4 separate regions of the Sus scrofa genome follow, and all the other regions are linked to region 2. Evidence: chromatin contacts called from public Hi-C and HiChIP or PLAC-seq data. All regions are on one chromosome and are shown on one strand. Each heading gives the region's core, a stretch centred on a gene start, on an enhancer-like site or on the middle of the called end of the contact. The rest is flanking DNA. Distances are from core to core; before and after follow the strand shown. Region 1 overlaps C10H9orf3 (aminopeptidase O). Region 2 overlaps C10H9orf3 (aminopeptidase O). Region 3 overlaps C10H9orf3 (aminopeptidase O). Region 4 overlaps C10H9orf3 (aminopeptidase O).

Region 1 (4,147 bases), core at 245-2,744, 140 kb before region 2:
TACCAATTTACATTCCCACCAGCAGTGTAGGAAGGTTCCCTTTTCTCCACACCCTCTCCAGTGTTTGTTATTTGTAGATTTATTAATGATAGCCGTTTTGACCTGTGTGAGGTGGTACCCATTGTAGTTTTGATTTGCATTTTTCCAATAATTAGTGATGTTGAGCATTTTTTCATTTGCTTGTTGGCCATCTGTGTGTCTTCTTTGGAGAAATGTCTATTCTGGTCTTCTGCCCATTTTTCAATTGGGTTGTTTGGGTTGTATGAGTTGTTTGTATATTTTGGAGATGAAGCCCTTACTAATTTTCTTGATGTAGATTATCCTACCAGTCCATGTTATATATTCAAGGAAGTAAGTTTGTGATCATTTTTAAAATCCAGAATAGAAATGTTTTTTTATTTATTATTTTTTTTATTTTAATGATTTTTTTCCCTTACAGCTGGTTTACAGTGTTCTGTCAATTTTCTACTGTACATCAAGGTGACCCAGTTACACATACATGTATATGTTCTTTGTTCTCACATTATCATGCTCCATCATAAGTTACTAGATATAGTTCCCAGTGTTATACAGCAGGATCTCATTGCTTATCCATTCCAAAAGCAATGGTTTGCATTTCAGAATTAGAAATGGTTTTTTTTCTTTTCAAATTCTCCATGATAAATATATTACTTTTAGAATTAAGAGAAGCAAAAACTAGATGCAAGATTTTCTTAGTGAAGGGATTTAGACAGATTTCCTGCAGTAAGATTGTTCTTTGTTCCTTAGCATGGTTGAATTGTTATGGGACAGTGGAGACAGTTTTACACAGGGTTTATGTAACATATTAAATTAAATTCATAAGTCTGAAATCTCATAGTTGCAGTTATCTTTAAAACCCCTTAAGTACCCACAAAATATAGTGTATGTGGATTTGTTTAGTAGTATAAATATGTAATATAGACTAATATACAGTCAGTGATGAAATATGCAAGTGTTTGTGTCATGGTATGACTTAAATTATTTGTCTTTTATTATGAGTGGGTGTGATTTAATTCACATAAGTTAAATCCACGCCAGGTGAAATTCCATGGTACAGAGGAACAAGCACTGGATTTGACTGAGTTAGAAGTCCTGGCACTTTATGATCTTGGGGAAGTCATTTGATTTTTCTGGGCCTCACCTCTCTTGCCTGTAAGATGAGGCTTATACTGTGTACTTCATAAATCATATTAAAGATCAAATGAAATGATATAGGCCCTAACATCCTAGACATATTAAGAGGTTCCCACTAGACTGAGAGTGTCAGAAAGGCTTGCACCACGTCTGTCTCATTGCTATTGAATTGTCCTGAGTTTCTGCTGCAAGTTATGTTGGATGACCAAATCAGTGAGGTAGTTCAGTCCTGTGTTTCCTGCCCTAGGGCAAGTACACGCAGATGGACCTATGCACAGGGCACTGTTCCTGCATCTGAAGTAAAGAAGGCAAAGTTTACTCTTTTCTTGAACTTCAGCCCACACAGGAAGAAGCTAGGCAGTTCATGTTTAAGCGAAATAAGCCCATTGAGAAATCCAGTGTAAACACCGGGAGTTTCCCTCATTAGGCAATGAGCAGCAGGTTTTATTGGGAATGGATCTGTCATACTATAAAATTTATAATTATAAGGCCATTGTTTGCTTTAACTGACTATTGAAACTATGTCTGCTCACCAAACTTTCTTCTTTTTCCTAATAGAACATCTTAGAAGGAGCATTATTTTAATTATAGTAGCACATAACTAATTTTTAATGACAAGGAAAGGAGCAAAATTGAAAATGAGCAAGAAGGTCTATCCATAACAGCTGAGGTGATGTGTCAACCAACTAGAATTTTATTCCCTTCTCCGTAAAATGAGACTTGAAACTTTTTTGGCCATAGTTCTCATATAATGTTAATCCATCATAGAGTAAATTGATACCATGCATGTGTTGTATGTGTGTACTTTTATTTTTATTTAATGAATTTTATTATATTTATACTTGTGCAACCATCATTATAACCTAATTTTAGAACATTTCCACCCCAACCCCCCAGTCCATCCCTCCCCCCTCAACCTGTCCCCTTTGTTAGCCGTAAGTTTTTCAAGGTCTGTGAGTCTGTTTCTGTTCTGCACATAAATTTCATTGTATTCTTTTTTTAGATTCCACATATAAGTGATAGCACATGATGTTGGTGTCTCATTGTGTGACTAACTTCACTTAACATGATAATTTCTAGGTCCAGCCATAGTTCTCATATAATGTTAATCCATCATAGAATAAATTGAGGCCATGCATGTATTGTTTGTGTTTACTTTTTATATTGTTTCAAAATAATTACAAAGTCCAGGAAGTTGCAAGGAAACATACAGGGAGGTCCTATGTACCTGTCACCTAGCCTCCCCCAGTGTTAACATCTTGTATAACAATAGTAGAATGTCAGAACCAGGAAGTTGATATTGGTACAATCCACAGAGTTTATTCAAATTTCACCAGTTATGCATGCATTCATTTGTGTGTGTGTGTGTGTGAGTGTGTGTGAGTGTGTGTGTGTGTGTGTGTGTAACTCTACACCTCTATGCAGTCTCATCACTGTGTATCATGGTAACCACCACCACATGTAACCACCATCACAACTAAGATAGTTGAGGAAACCATCACCACAGGGCCCACTCATACTACCCCATTTTCAGCTATACCCACCCCTTCCCCTATGCTTATCCTCTGGCCCCCAAAAATATGCTCTCTTTTTTTATAATTATGTTATTTCACAAATGTTACATAAAATTATGTTACATATGTATCATTTTGAAATTAGGGTTTTTTTTTTTTTTCCTTGAGGTTCATCCAAGTTGTTGTGTGTATCAAAAATCTGTTCCTTTTTATGTCTGAGTAGAATTCCATAATATGGATGTACCACAGTTTGTTTAATCATTTACCACTGAAAGACATTTGAATAGTTTCCTCTATTTGGCTATTGCCAATAAAGGCTGTGAACATTCATGTCAAGTTTCTGTATGAAAATACGTTTTCATGTCTCTGGATAAATGTATAAGGCAGTACAATTGCTAGATCATAAAGTTTATTTTTAGTTTTAAAAGGAACTGCCAGACTATTTGCCAGAGAAGCTGTATCATTTTACATTCCTGCCAGCAATATATAAGTGGTCTAGTTTTCCCACACGGTCTCCAGCATTTAGTGACATTACTGTTTTTTCCTTTAGCCAATCATATAGTTATGTAATGACATTGCATTGTGGTTTTAAGTTGCTTTTTTTTTTTTTTTTTTTGCTTTTTAGGGGCACACCCACGGCATATGGAAGATCCCAGGCTAGGGGTCCAATCAGAGCTGCAGCTGCTAGCCTACGCCACAGCCACAGCAGCACAGGATGCCTGCTGCATCTGCAACCTACACCACAGCCCAGGGCAACACCAGATCCTCAGCCCACTGAGCAAGGCCAGGGATCGAACCTGCATCCGCATGGATACTAGTTGGGCTAGTTACAGCTAAGCCATGATGCGAACTCCAAATTTGCATTTTTCTAATGCTTAGTGATATCTTTTCATGTGCTCGTTTGCCATCCGTATATCCTCTTCAATGAAATGTCTGCATGTCTTTTGCCCAATTTTCTAATTGAATTATTTAATTTTTAATTTTGAGTTTTACATTATTAGGCTTAATTGATTTATAATTAATGTTTTTTTCTTCCTGCTTGCAATGTTTATTTTGCTTTTCTTTTTCTAGTTTCTTGAGGTAAAAACTTGGATTATTGATTTGAGTATCTTCTTTTCTAATATAAACAGTGTGGTAAATTTACCTCAATCACTGTTTTATTTGTATCTCATAAATTTTGATATATTCATTTTCATTCAGTTCTTATTTTAAAAAAATTTCTTCAAGACTTCCATTTTGACAACGGATTATTCATAGGGCGTTGTATAATTTTGGAGATTTTCTCTTATAAGTTTCTCTTTATGATTTCAGTTCTTTTAAATTTATTAATATTTGTTTTGTGGTCCAGGATATACCGTGATAAATGTTCCCTGGATGCTTGGAAAGAATATATATTTTGCTGTTGTTAGGTAGATTAGTCTATAATTGTCAGATTAGATCTTCTCGGTTGACGGTGTTGTGTCATTCATCTAGATCCT
Region 2 (4,009 bases), core at 511-3,010:
ACTCTGTTTGAGGTTTAATTAGCAATAGTTGTCTTTCTTCTTGCCGCTGAATTGTTGGATTGGTTTTTGTTCCTTCTAAGACTACACGCTTTTCAATTGTGGCTTAATCAACAACGACGACACTTAGGAAAGGTCCATTTAGACACTGTACATCAACATTGAACTGTTTGTATCAGGTTCTTAGGGATAGTGAATTTCCAAGGAAAAAATTTCTAGTTGGGTAAAGGGAAATGTCATTCAGTGATAAGATTTCTATTGCTTCTGGAACTGTTATTAGTAGCATGGAAGCTTAAATAGTTCAAAGTTTTATTTCCATTTAAAAATGATAAAAAGCTTGGTGATTCCATAATCCATCATTTGTAACTTTTACCTGCCTGTACGTATTCGCATTTGAGACTTGCAAGCCATTATCCATTTTTAGGCATTTCTCTTACAGTAGAAAAATTGTATGTGATGGTTTGTACGTTATGTATAGAAAGACTCCATAACACTTTGAAAAATCTTTAGCAAATGAGCATGCAATTCATAGCACTTAGCTAATAATGGTTAATACGCTGATTTAACTCTCCATAGGTTTTTTGGTAGTCTGGGAGAAACAAAGTCAGAAATCTCCCATTTAAGTAGCCCTTTTGTTTGTTTTAGGAAATAGAAGTGCATCATCAGTATAATTTTAAGTAGTCCAGTTATGAATATGGGATGAAGGGATAAAATAAAGTTCTTCACTCTGATGTCTCTATTAAGAAACTCCCCTTTGTGTAAAATACTCCACGGCAAAGTTGCTTCTATTTAAAGTAGTGAGTTTGATCTTGGCTTTGATCTGAAGCTTTTGATCTTGAAAGAAGGATGAAGTAGCAATAAAGAGAGGGCAAGACAGATTTTCTTTAAAGAAATGCGATAAAGTTAAAGGAATGGTCAAGATCAGCAAACACGAGTGCGACCCGACTCTTCTCCCCAAGCACTCACCCCCCAGGCTGGTTCAGCCAACTTCTGATGAAGAAGGAAAGTCTTTTGGGGGTCGCGGAAAAAATTGAGGGTATCGCACACTTTTATAAACTGAGTGGAAACTTTCCCCTCTATTTAGGAAGACATTGTCTCCTTTTTAAATTCTACAAGCGGCTTGGGGGGGTCCACCGAATGGACGAGAGCGGCGCCAGCAGCGCTTAGCCAGAGCGCATTAGCTCCCGAGACTCGCTGAAGGAGCTCGGCGTTTGCCTTTTACGCGCTCCGAGCTTCTCCGCGGGGAGGTCACCTGCCACCGCCCCGGAGGCCGGAGGGGCCATTGAAAAACGTGTACTTAATGGCGTCTGATCCATTCCCGGAGAAAACTCCATTAGGAAAGTTCCTTTCCCTGCGTGATGGCCATCTGGACACTTAGGTTTCTGACCCGAAGAGAGAGTTCAGGTTGGCCGCAGGGGTGCGGGCGCTTCTCCCGCTCAGCCCTTTTTCCTGCCAGCGGACAGCACTTTTACTCCCACCGCGGCCAAGAAACCTTTTCGCGGACACCCGAGCAGCCCGCAGGGGTTGGGGGTGGAAAGGTAAGCGTGCGCGCCCGGGGTCGGTCCGCGCGTGGGAGGGCGCAGGAGCGCGGGCGCTGGCCGGACGCGGGGAGAAGAAAAAAGATGTTTGCAAGGAGAACAATAAAAGAGCCGGCGCGCCGGCGGGGGCGGGGGCGGAGGCGACCTGCCGGGAGGGCGGTGCGGCCGCCTATACCTTTAAGGCAGGCCCCGCCCCCGCCCCAGCGCCCGCCCGCCGCCCGCGCCGCCGCCCCGGCCCCGCGCCGCCCGCCGCCCGCGCTGCGCCTTAGGTGTTGCGGGCCTCGAGCGCCCGCCGCTCTCCGCCGGGCGGGCCGGGCGGACGGCCCTGGGCGCGGACTCCAGCGCCCGGCTCCCACCCTCACCTCCCGCGGGCGAGGTACGGGGGCGGCGCGCCGAGTTGGTGGGGCACTGGGGAGGGAGGCTGGGGCGGCTCCCGGGGTAAACTTGACTCTGTCCCCTTCCCCCGCAGCCGCTGCAGAGGGAGCGCCAGGCCGGGGAGGAGTGCGGGCTCGCTCGGCAAGTGAGCGCAGAGGTGAGTGCGGGCGGCGTGGTCCCGGCGCTCTCCTCCCTCCCGGGGCAGTGGGTCCCGCATTGCATCCCTGTCGCGGAGCCCTCGGTTGGCGGCGACGCGCGACATTGGTGGGTAAGATGGCCCTTGTTCCGGGGCTCTGGCGCGCACCGGCGCGGGGGCGGCCAAGCGGGCCCGTGACTGCGGGAGCGGCCGGGGCGAAGGTCACGGCCTGGGCTCCCCGCAGACCGAGGGCCCTCTGCGCGGAGGCGGCCTCGGGAGCCCCGAAAGGTGCCTGCAGCCTCCCCAGGTGAAGCGGAGGACGGCTGCGTCGCGAGGCCGTCGATCGTTTCTTTCTCACGCTAAGGGGCGGCTCTCAGGACCCGTCCTGCATTTAAAATGCCCTATGGTTTTCGAACTTCAGGTCGAGAAATGGGTTCGAGTGAACCGGAGACCCCGAAAACGGAAACGAAGGGAGACCGAAGAAGTGTTTGCAAAGGTAGGGGCTCCCCAAAGAGCACAGGATGGAGTTCTTGATCACTCTCCCCGCCTGCCCCAGAGCACTTGGTTACAACAATAGAATTCCACCCCCCCCCGCCGCCTTTTTTTCAAATTTTAGTTAAATTTACAGTAAGCCTTAGATTTACGTGGATAGTTCTATAGACATACTGGTTGCTAATCCTAGCGATTATCAACACACTATGTACTCAGGAAGTGAGAATGATCCGGAATGGAGATTTCTTTCATGCTCATTAAATAGAGCATTAGAGTATAAGTGAGTTTCATTATTATATTAGACCAGTAGTATTTGTGGAATTATATATATATCTCAGAGAGGGGGTGTTCTGAAGAAATCGCCCACAGTATCAGGTTTCTCTGTTGGGTTGTAATATACACAATACCTCACTCATTCATTTAGACTTTTAGAGTCATCTCATAAGTGGAGAGGGAAGGCCAAAGAAGTATATTACTTTTGAAACACTGGGAGGGATTTTATATACTAAAGCAAATGAGAAATTTGCTTTTCTAAATTTAGAATTTCAGTATGCTGCTTTGCAGAAGTTTGGACCACCCCTTGTCTCCTGAAATGGTATTAAGTTAAAACTTGATTTGTCATTGTCATAAATATTAGGAAATAAGGTAAGTAGTCTGTTGTTTCCTGAGTGATCCGTTGGAAACTCTTAAAAATGAATAACGTTTTTACAAATGTTACAGCAGGTCTGATTTTTGTGGCTCGTGATTTAATCATTTTACTGTTTTTCGCCTCTTGAAAGCACCAAGGGATTAAAATAGCGGTGTGTTGTTTTTCTGCTGCTAGAACGTATGATGAATCACTTCTGATTCTGAAGCCAAATTCTTGCTGATAGCATTGCTGCCAACTTCTGGGATGTGTTGCCTTAGTATGGGCATTGCAGCGTCTGAGAATGTGCACAAAGCACATCCTAACGAAGGTGATACCACAGTTTCAGAGTGCGTTTAAGGATACCAAGGGCAGCTTCTGAGAGAATGGGAAAAAGTAATGGCCTAGGTGGCTCGTCATTTGTAAGGAGACATCCAATGTGTGAAAAGCCTTTCCCTTTTTAAACAAAGAGTCCTACATGTCACTCCGGTTAAACAGTAATAGAAAAAGTTGTCATTCTGAACGGGCTCGAGTGTTCCCGACCGTATCTCAGCGTGCTGTGGTAGGTTGTATTTGTTTAACTTTCATGGTCTAGGTGTTTTTAAAAATGTTTGCGAGGTGATAGATGAGACCAGAAAATATCTGAAAAAGGAAAAAGAATCACAGCTTGTTTAGTATTTAAAATTTTTTTTTCTGAGCCGTTATTTTTTTAATGCAAAAAAATAAGATGACCCAAGCATACCACGTATCATGCCTAAAAGAAGGGGAAGTCCTTGTCTTTGTGGATTACCAGGTACCATCACTACCAGAACTTGAAGTAAGCATGTCTGTGACACCCACGCCCTG
Region 3 (3,993 bases), core at 443-2,942, 160 kb before region 2:
TGTAATACCACAAATTGGCAAGTGCCATGCAGAAGAAGTGGCTCCTGACAAGGTCTTAGGGAAGGGCCATCTGAGGAAGTAATGTTTAAGCCGAGATCTGAAGGACAGTGAGAAGTGAGCCGGGCTAGGAATAGAAAGGAAAGCATTTCAGGCAGAGGGACAGGCTGTGGCTGGAAAGAACTTGGAACTTCGGAGGATCCCGAAAGATGTGTTAGACGTCAGAAGCTGTGGGGAGATTGGGGGTGTGACAAGACTGGAGATGCCATCAGAGGTCAGAGTAGTCAGGGCCTCACAGGAACCTGAGCTTCATGCTCAGTGTATCAGGAAAACGGTGGGTTTAACTCAGTGGCGGGGTAGGAATGGGGTGGGCGTGACACGATCTGGTTTGTGTTTTTACAGAATTATTCTGGCCTCTGGTTGGAGAATGGACTGACAGGGACAGGCGTGGTGGCAGTGGGATGGCGAGATCACAGGTTTGGCCGCAGTCCAGGCAAGAGGCTTCAACCAGGGTGGAAATAGTGATTGTGGAGAAAATGCTCTAGAGAAATGACAGAGCTTGCAAGTTTCCTGTGGGGGAGTTGTGAGGAAGAGGGAGGTGTCAAGGCTGACTCCCAAGTTCCTGGCCTACGCAGCGGGATGGGTGGGGGTGCCACTGAGGAAGGTGGGAGGCCAGGAGGAGCACATTTGGAAAAAAGACCCTGGGTCTGGTTTGTGTATGTTGACCTTTAAGATGTCACTTGGGGGTGTTCTGGCTGTGGCTCAGCGGAAACGAATCCAACTAGTATCCATGAGGATGTGGGTTCTATCACTGGCCTCACGCACTGGGTCAGGAATCTGGCATTGCCATGAGCTGTGGTGTAGGTCATAGACATGGCCCTGATCTTGCATTGCTGTCGCTGTGGCATTGGACAAAAGCTGTTGCTCTGATTTGACCCCTGGCCTAGGAACCTCCATATGCTGAGGGTGCTGCCCTTAAAAAAAAAAAAAAAAAGAAGAAGAAGAAGAAAATGCCACTTGGTGCCGTGCCTGGCACCGAGCACACCATAACGAGGAGCTTCTTTTTCAGGCGGTCATTTCAAAACCATAACTGGCCTTTGAGTCAGGAGGCTTAGGTTCTCGATGTGACCAGGCCCCCTTGCAGTAAACAAAGCTCTCTCTGGGCCTCGGTGTCCCCAGGTATAAATTGGAGGCGGTGGGACTGGATTGTTCTGTGCTCCCTTTCAGCTTTAATATGTCTGCAGTGCCGTGGAATTCTTTGGTCCTGACCACCTGGTATCCCGCTCTGGCCAGCTGGATGGGCTTCACAGAGGTCGATGAACTAGAACTCCTGCACATGGGTGGCAGTTTCTGGGGGAAGCTGACGCAGAGGGAGCTCCGGCCAAGGCAAACTGTGGCTCGCGAGGAGGCCTCGTGACGAAGGGGAAGGATGTGGTTTGAGGGGAGCAGCAGCTGCTGCTGTCACCAAAGAAGCATGAAATTTGCCGAGCCTCGGAGGAGAGCTCGGCCGAGGCTGGCCGTCTCTGAACCGGTGAACTCATGTGACGCAGGGCCCATGGAGAGATGGTGCTGGGCAGACAAGCAGAGGAGGGGAGACAATCGGATCTCCTTCTCTCCCGTGCCCTCCCCTGTCGTCCGCAGAGAGTCACTGTCGGAGTCAGTGTGGGTCTCGGGACAGACCCCCTTCGTTTATGGAGAAAGATACCAAGGTCAACCACAGCATCCAGGCAGCACAGCCGAAGCAGCACTCAGGCCTCCCCCCCAGCTGGTCCTTGCTTTCCTGCGCCACCAGGCTGCCAGCGACGATTCCTGGGAGCCGTTGGGGGCCCCGTTTTGGAAAAGGGGTCAAGTTTGGTTTGATTTGCCTTAGACCAGACCCCGGAGTGATTATTCTCTCCTCCCAACCTGCCAGTAGAAAAACACTTTCATTTGTCACACTTGGGGCCCTCTCCCCCGTCCCCGCCTCCTTAGTCACGAGTAAACCGGCTGGGCCTTGATTCCATAGGGATCCTTTTAATGTATCCACCTCCTCTGGGCTCCCCCGTGGTGATAACACTTCCTACCCTCCCGAAACAGGCTCCGCAGTTGAAGGCTGTGCCCATGTCTTTCATTTTCCTCAGAGGTGTTGGTTGATTTAAAAAAAAAAAAAAACAAAAAAACACGAACAATGGTTTTGTTTATGAGGAGCCGCTGAAAGGGAGCTTATTAGCAAAGCTGCTGCTTCATCCTGTGATTGTGGTTAGTTCGTGAGTAATCGAATTCCCTGGCCTCTTCTTCGGAAGCGATGACTGGTCAGTCTATGGCTTTGGTGTTGTTTCAGAGCAGGCAGATCACGCTACCTCCACCTAAGAGCTCCATTTGAAACGCCTCATCAGAGGATGGAAGCAAGGCTTCCTATGTGCCTATTGCACAGTAGGGATTTCTCTAGAAGTCGCTACTGGGTCGAGGCCTGAGCGGGGTCTCTAAAGAAAAAGCCTTGGGCCGAGGGCCTCCCGAGGAAGCCTCGGAGAGTCATAAGCCACATGAGGGGTGTGTTATATGCAAGCCAGGGAGAACATGGAGCAGAGGTTCATGTCCTGAAGATGAGGTGCACGGTGAGGTAAGCCATCCTTTACGAGGACCCGCTTCAAGGCTGAGAGACCACATTCTGAGCCAAGGGAGGGCTCTGTTTCCTGAGGCCACACATCTGGTTGACCTCCTTCCCATCTCCTTGAACATGCTGTGCTCATTACTGAAACAAGGGTCTCCCTGCTGTTGCTCCCCACCCTGGGGACACCCAGCCTGGTTTCCAAAGACCCTGCAGGTCCCGCCCCCTCCTACACGGCTCCCCTCAAGGGCCAGCTCCTCCCCGGAACTTTCCCCGAGAACCCTCGTCCTCATTGGCCCGCTGGTTTCCCAATTCCTTCCGTAATTGCCGTCTCACTTCCTCGCTTTCCCTCCGTGTTCTTTGCCGCTGTGCGCTCTTCCCTCGGGGTGGCGTGTCAGTGGGGGCAAGGGGGCTTTGCAGTTCTTGCGTGTTCTTTTCCATTGGCGAGCTTAATTAACGTCTTAAGGATAAAAGCCTGGTCTTGCATTTCTTTATATTCTCTTAGAGTAGCGGGTTTAATTCTGAAGACAAAATATGTGCTCATAAATACAGTCGGCCATCTGTATTTGCGGATAAGGGGAGCCAGCCATACTACACCATTTTACAGAAATAAGAGACCTGCGCACCCTGGATTTTGGAATTGGCAAGCATCCTGGAACCAGTTGCCCATGGATACCGAGGGGTGACTGTTCCTGCCTACTCACTGGAAAGAGTTCTCAGTATGTTTATCAAATAATAGATTTCGAAAAGGCATACTTTTGTAAAGTCTACCTGTGCCTATTTGTCAAATTACTTTCCAGATCGTATCACTATTTGATTTGGCTACATGTGACAGAAAACTCAAAATAATACTGACTTAATAAACATAAATTTTATTTCTTTCTCCATTGAAGAAAAAAAAAAAAAAAAAAGTCCAGGGTGGAGAGGAACTCACAGGGCAGGAACCCAGCCTTCTCTCTTGCTGCTCTACTGATTTTCATTCTCAAGGTCAGCTCTTAGACTCCCAAAACCAACCCATAGTCCATGGTGGCTGTTGAGCTCCAGCCTCTACATGCACATTCTAGGCAGCAAGAAGGAGAGAGGGAGGAAGAAGAAGGGGCAAAGGAGCCCCTCACACTAGCCGTCATGCAAGGAGCTTTCCCAAAAGCTGCTGTTGAATGTTTTTGTTTACATTTTATTAGTTTACACCTAGTACACCTAGCTGCAAGGGAGGCTGGAATATGTAGTCTTTATTCTAGGTAGCCATGTATTCAGTGAAAACTTCAGGATACTGAGGAAGAGAAAGGAAAACGGCTAGAGACTCTTAGCACATAGGACCCATTGGATAAAGTGAGGCACACTGAACTGAGTCTTTTTAGCTTTAGCTCATCAAACCATTCATGAATTCTTCCATGAGACACTCCTTTGTG
Region 4 (4,039 bases), core at 480-2,979, 240 kb before region 2:
GAACTTCCATACGCCACATGGACGCCCCTAAAATGCAAAAAAAAAAAAAAAAAAAAAAAAAACCGATTTAGATTGACTTATTTGGCTCCTTTATCCTTTATTATTGAACTTTCTCACCATCATGTCATTTGGGCAGACAGAAATGTTAGCCTGACTCTTGTTGTCAGCCTGTATTCCCTGCCAAAATATAGCTAAACTATTACGCCCAGAGACCCAATGCCCAGTACAGTGTTTCGTATAGAATAGGTGTTCAGTACTTACTTGTTGAATGAATGTGTTCTCTGTAATCAGACAGAAGTAATATATTCATGGAAGAAGCATTTAAGATCACCACTGATAGTAACAAAAGTGATTTCAGGGTCTTTCCTTTAGTTTTGCTTCTGATTAGAGTTTATGCCTTTTCTCCAAACTCAGTATCTTTTAAAAGGAAAAAAAAAATCGATGTAGTACATTCCTGTTCCACCATTTGGTAATTTGTTGTTGTTGAATTTTGTTTTATTTTTTCAGGGTCTAATTTAGAGTCTAATTCCTAGAAAATTAGAACATTCCGCTTATATTTTTCCTAGGAAGCTTCAAGTGAATGAATAAGACTGGCTAATTTAAGCTCCTTCCAAATGTTGGAGAAGAAGCATATGAACAAATGAAAGGTGTTAAAAGCTGTATGTGCCCTCGCTTAGGATCTGATTTTGTTTTTCTATGCAAAAGTAAGAGACTGTAGACATTACTTCATCCCGGGCAAAATGCTGCTCTCCAGCCTGTCCAATAGACCAGCTCCCTGACATTCTGTCTTGATTTTGTATGGAAAGTCTAGAGAAAAGCCAAGATTTCAGGGTCTGGACCCTCTGGTGTGCCACTGAAAGCCAACTTTTCTTCTCTCTTGATGGCTCCAAATAAGCAGTACTATTTAGCCTGCTCCCACAGCAAGCAACCAGGAATGACGTGTAAGGACCTGGTAAATTAAAAGACGTGTAGGACTGGTCATGATTGTTTACACAAAGAGAGAATGCGAAGTAGGGAGAGCTCCTTATTTCTCCAACCGAGGAAACTTTATTCCAGGCTAATACACACACACACACACACACACACACACACACACACACACACATGTGTTTCCAGGGGTAGGAGTACAGAAGTGAGTACATCTTTTCTCTTTAGATTAGAAAACCCCTGGTGATGGAGGACAGTACTCTGCTCTGCTACATCCTTCGTAAGGTCTCACATAATGCCCTGCACTTTCTAAATCTTTGTCAGTTCATTCTTTTGTTCGCAACTTGCTTTTGACTAGTTCTTGCTTGTCATTCTAGCGTTGCACTTACCATATTTGGCATACGGGGAAGTCATCACGATCTCTTTTGGATTAGGATGATTCTGGCAGGCATGTGTATACCAATTCTTGTTGCTATGGGTTTTTTGTCTTAAGCTTGACATTCATGATTTTTCTCAAGGAAGTGAAGTCCTAAAGCATGCTTATGACCGTCTGGCACAGAATGATTTGTTGTCCAGTGTGCCGATCCATTTCGTATTTTAAGTTTAAGGAGAACTAGTTTATCCTAGGATTTAATTGCGGTCAGAATGCAGGTGAGACTTGGGGTAGCCAATCTGGTGAAAGGTATTCCTTTATGTATTAGCCACCAGGGACAAAAACCTCAAAACCTGTGGAGGTGCTTGTGTTCTGGGTTCAGTAGGTGGCGCTCTTCTACCTGGTTCACTAGTGTGATCTTGAAGGTCATTCTCTCCAGTCCGTGCCGTAGGCGGTTCCATGTTACCGGGAAGGAAACCTGAAGCCTTGCCCAGTGGCATCAGAGCCTGAGAAGCCATGGCATGATCTGGCACATGGCCCTGGTCAGGCAGTGTTGGTGCATACCAGCCCAGGGCGTCTTACTGTCTCCTTTGTTCTGATGCCAGTTCCCGCCCTTGAGCAACAGCGGAAAAGAGCTAAGGAAAGACAGTCACACCATGAGTATTCTGGAGGGTGGCACTAGCTCATAAAACCAGAACGCGTAGATACAGCATCTAAAACGTAGTGAGAGGAAAAAAAGTCGGGGTTTGCAGAGAGACCCAAAAACTAGAGAAAGAAGCCAAGAGAGGAAGAGCAACAAAACTGGGAGCTTCACCTATGTTGTATATGTCTACTGTATTTATTATTGTTATGTATCTATTATATTTATTATTGTTACATATCTATTATATTTATAATTATATATCTATTATATTTATTACATTAAATATATAGTATATACACTTATAAATTCATATTCATATATATGCGTGTTCCTATACATATCATCAAGCATTTAAAATTTGTAATACAGAGGTGTTCCAAAATAATGAAATAGCTTGACATAGTTTGGGCAAGAAGTTCTGAAATTAAGAATAGCTACTAGAGGAGTTCCCATCGTGGCACAGTAGAAACGAATCCAACTAGGAACCATGGGGTTGTAGGTTTGATCCCTGACCTTGCTCAGTGGGTTAAGGATCCAGCGTTGCCATGAGCTGTGGTGTAGATTGCAGACACGGCTTAGATCTGGCGTTGCTGTGGCTCTGGCATAGGCCGGCAGCTAAAGTTCCGATTGGACCCCTAGCCTGGAAACCTCCATATTGCCATGGGTGTGGCCCTGAAAAAGGCAAAAGACAAAAAAAAAAAAAAAAAAAAAAGAAAAAAAGAGAGAGAATAGCTACTAGAGAAAGAAAAAAGCTTGAGGTAGGAAAGAAGCAGGTGCCTCAGAAGAACTGAGTGAAGAAATATGATACATAAATGAAAGCATGTATCAATTTGATGTTTCCAAAAGCTGCATCTTGTTTGTCTAAGCTACAGTAGAAAAGTTTAAAAGATGAAGTGGATGCTTTTGAAAGAAGAATTTAAATGCCTGCTTTAATTTTCAGTGAAACTCTAACCCTTTAAAAATGAGAAATTCCGGAAGATGCTTAACTCGGCAAAGATAAATCTGCTTTTGCCCCTGTGGAAGCAGGGTGTTTGTGAATGGTATGGCTGTGCCTTTGGTGTGTTTGGAGTGAGTTTATCCGACTTCTCTAAGAATAGGACAATGATATTCCATAAGTTTTGTATTGAACTTACTAGTAGTAGGCATGATTGATAGGTAGAAAGAACTACAGCATCTTGATTTTTTGCACTTATTTTTTTTCTTTTTGTAAAAATGATTTTCTAAACAAATAACTAGCCAAGTTTTTCACAGGTTTAGAATAAAAAGGTCTCTCTCCTCCCATGAACAAATACTCCATCACATTCTTCCTTTTTTCCTTTCCACTTTTCCTACCTTAAAAGAGAATCTTCAACACCATTCATAGGACAATTTTTTAGAATAGTATATGAAGAATTAAGGTAATTGTTTTAACACTCTCTCATTATAAGTATTTTCAAAACTTCTAATTTGAAAAATTACCCATTTCAAATCCTTATCATACCTACAAAAAACACAGTCATCTTTAAGGAAAATTTCAGTCCTGTTTGGGAGATGAAAATGTCTATTTGGATCTTGTAGCAGCTGCTAGCACAATGACAAGACCAACATCTGATGCATCTATCTTATTAGTGAAACAATTGAAGTCAAAGAATTTTCTCCCCTAAATAATTTCCAGTTTGAGAAGGTGGTGGAGAGGCTTTTTGAGAACCTTTTGAGGAGGCCCAGGAGGGAGGCGAGCTGGGTGGCTGCTCAAGCCTGCACAGTTAGGGAGCGCCACTTCCTCTGGGCCCCTTCCTCCCACCCCCCTCCCTGTGTGTGCTGCTAATGAATCCCGGCCTGGCCGTGAAATCATCCAGTGGTGTGATGGGCTTCTGGCCTCTGCAGAGGAAAAACTCTTGGGTTAATTCAAGTACAGCTTGTTCTCTTTGTTTTGCAGCTGGTGTAGTGAGGGAGTCTAGGGGCAAGTGGATTGAATCAAAAAGGAAAACGAAGGCATTCACTGTCTGTTTTATCGAGGATGGCTCATTTAAAGTAAACACCATTTAAATAGTCTCCAAATGGCCCATTTCTATATGAAGTCATACAGGATGCCCCCTTTGGGCTGTCATTCTCCTTTA

What was found. Hi-C and Micro-C count contacts between places; a contact is called where the count stands out from the background. HiChIP or PLAC-seq counts read pairs in DNA pulled down with a chosen protein or histone mark.
Region 1: a Hi-C map of liver shows a contact between it and region 2, with 4 times the contacts expected there. The contact joins two enhancer-like sites. A contact is called at or near these places in 14 of 47 Hi-C or Micro-C datasets (adipocytes, embryonic fibroblasts, epiblast stem cells and 7 more) and 2 of 2 datasets of contacts at active chromatin or transcription factors (alveolar macrophages and skeletal muscle).
Region 3: an H3K27ac HiChIP or PLAC-seq map of alveolar macrophages shows a contact between it and region 2. The contact joins two enhancer-like sites. A contact is called at or near these places in 10 of 47 Hi-C or Micro-C datasets (adipocytes, alveolar macrophages, embryonic fibroblasts and 6 more) and 2 of 2 datasets of contacts at active chromatin or transcription factors (alveolar macrophages and skeletal muscle).
Region 4: an H3K27ac HiChIP or PLAC-seq map of alveolar macrophages shows a contact between it and region 2. The contact joins two enhancer-like sites. A contact is called at or near these places in 17 of 47 Hi-C or Micro-C datasets (alveolar macrophages, brain, embryonic fibroblasts and 11 more) and 2 of 2 datasets of contacts at active chromatin or transcription factors (alveolar macrophages and skeletal muscle).

Annotation. Positions count from the first base shown.
Region 1 is chr10:27,294,673-27,298,819 of Sscrofa11.1, reverse strand. The region is part of intron 5 of C10H9orf3 (aminopeptidase O); the gene reads left to right. Among named protein-coding and RNA genes, the nearest start is that of C10H9orf3, 180 kb to the left of the region's middle. Within about 2 kb of position 1,494, at least 11 of the 83 cell types and tissues checked have an H3K27ac peak or open chromatin away from gene starts, as enhancers often do. A contact at or near this core is called in alveolar macrophages and liver, where this site is marked.
Region 2 is chr10:27,158,627-27,162,635 of Sscrofa11.1, reverse strand. It overlaps C10H9orf3 (aminopeptidase O), which reads left to right. Exons shown (of 19, transcript XR_002336299.1): 13 at 2,005-2,067; 14 at 2,468-2,542. Among named protein-coding and RNA genes, the nearest start is that of MIR23B, 80 kb to the right of the region's middle. Within about 2 kb of position 1,760, at least 57 of the 83 cell types and tissues checked have an H3K27ac peak or open chromatin away from gene starts, as enhancers often do. A contact at or near this core is called in alveolar macrophages, fetal skeletal muscle, liver and 4 more, where this site is marked.
Region 3 is chr10:27,314,965-27,318,957 of Sscrofa11.1, reverse strand. The region is part of intron 5 of C10H9orf3 (aminopeptidase O); the gene reads left to right. Among named protein-coding and RNA genes, the nearest start is that of C10H9orf3, 160 kb to the left of the region's middle. Within about 2 kb of position 1,692, at least 36 of the 83 cell types and tissues checked have an H3K27ac peak or open chromatin away from gene starts, as enhancers often do. A contact at or near this core is called in alveolar macrophages, omental adipose tissue and skeletal muscle, where this site is marked.
Region 4 is chr10:27,396,116-27,400,154 of Sscrofa11.1, reverse strand. All of the region lies in intron 3 of C10H9orf3 (aminopeptidase O), which reads left to right. Among named protein-coding and RNA genes, the nearest start is that of C10H9orf3, 74 kb to the left of the region's middle. Within about 2 kb of position 1,729, at least 33 of the 83 cell types and tissues checked have an H3K27ac peak or open chromatin away from gene starts, as enhancers often do. A contact at or near this core is called in alveolar macrophages, fetal skeletal muscle, omental adipose tissue and 3 more, where this site is marked.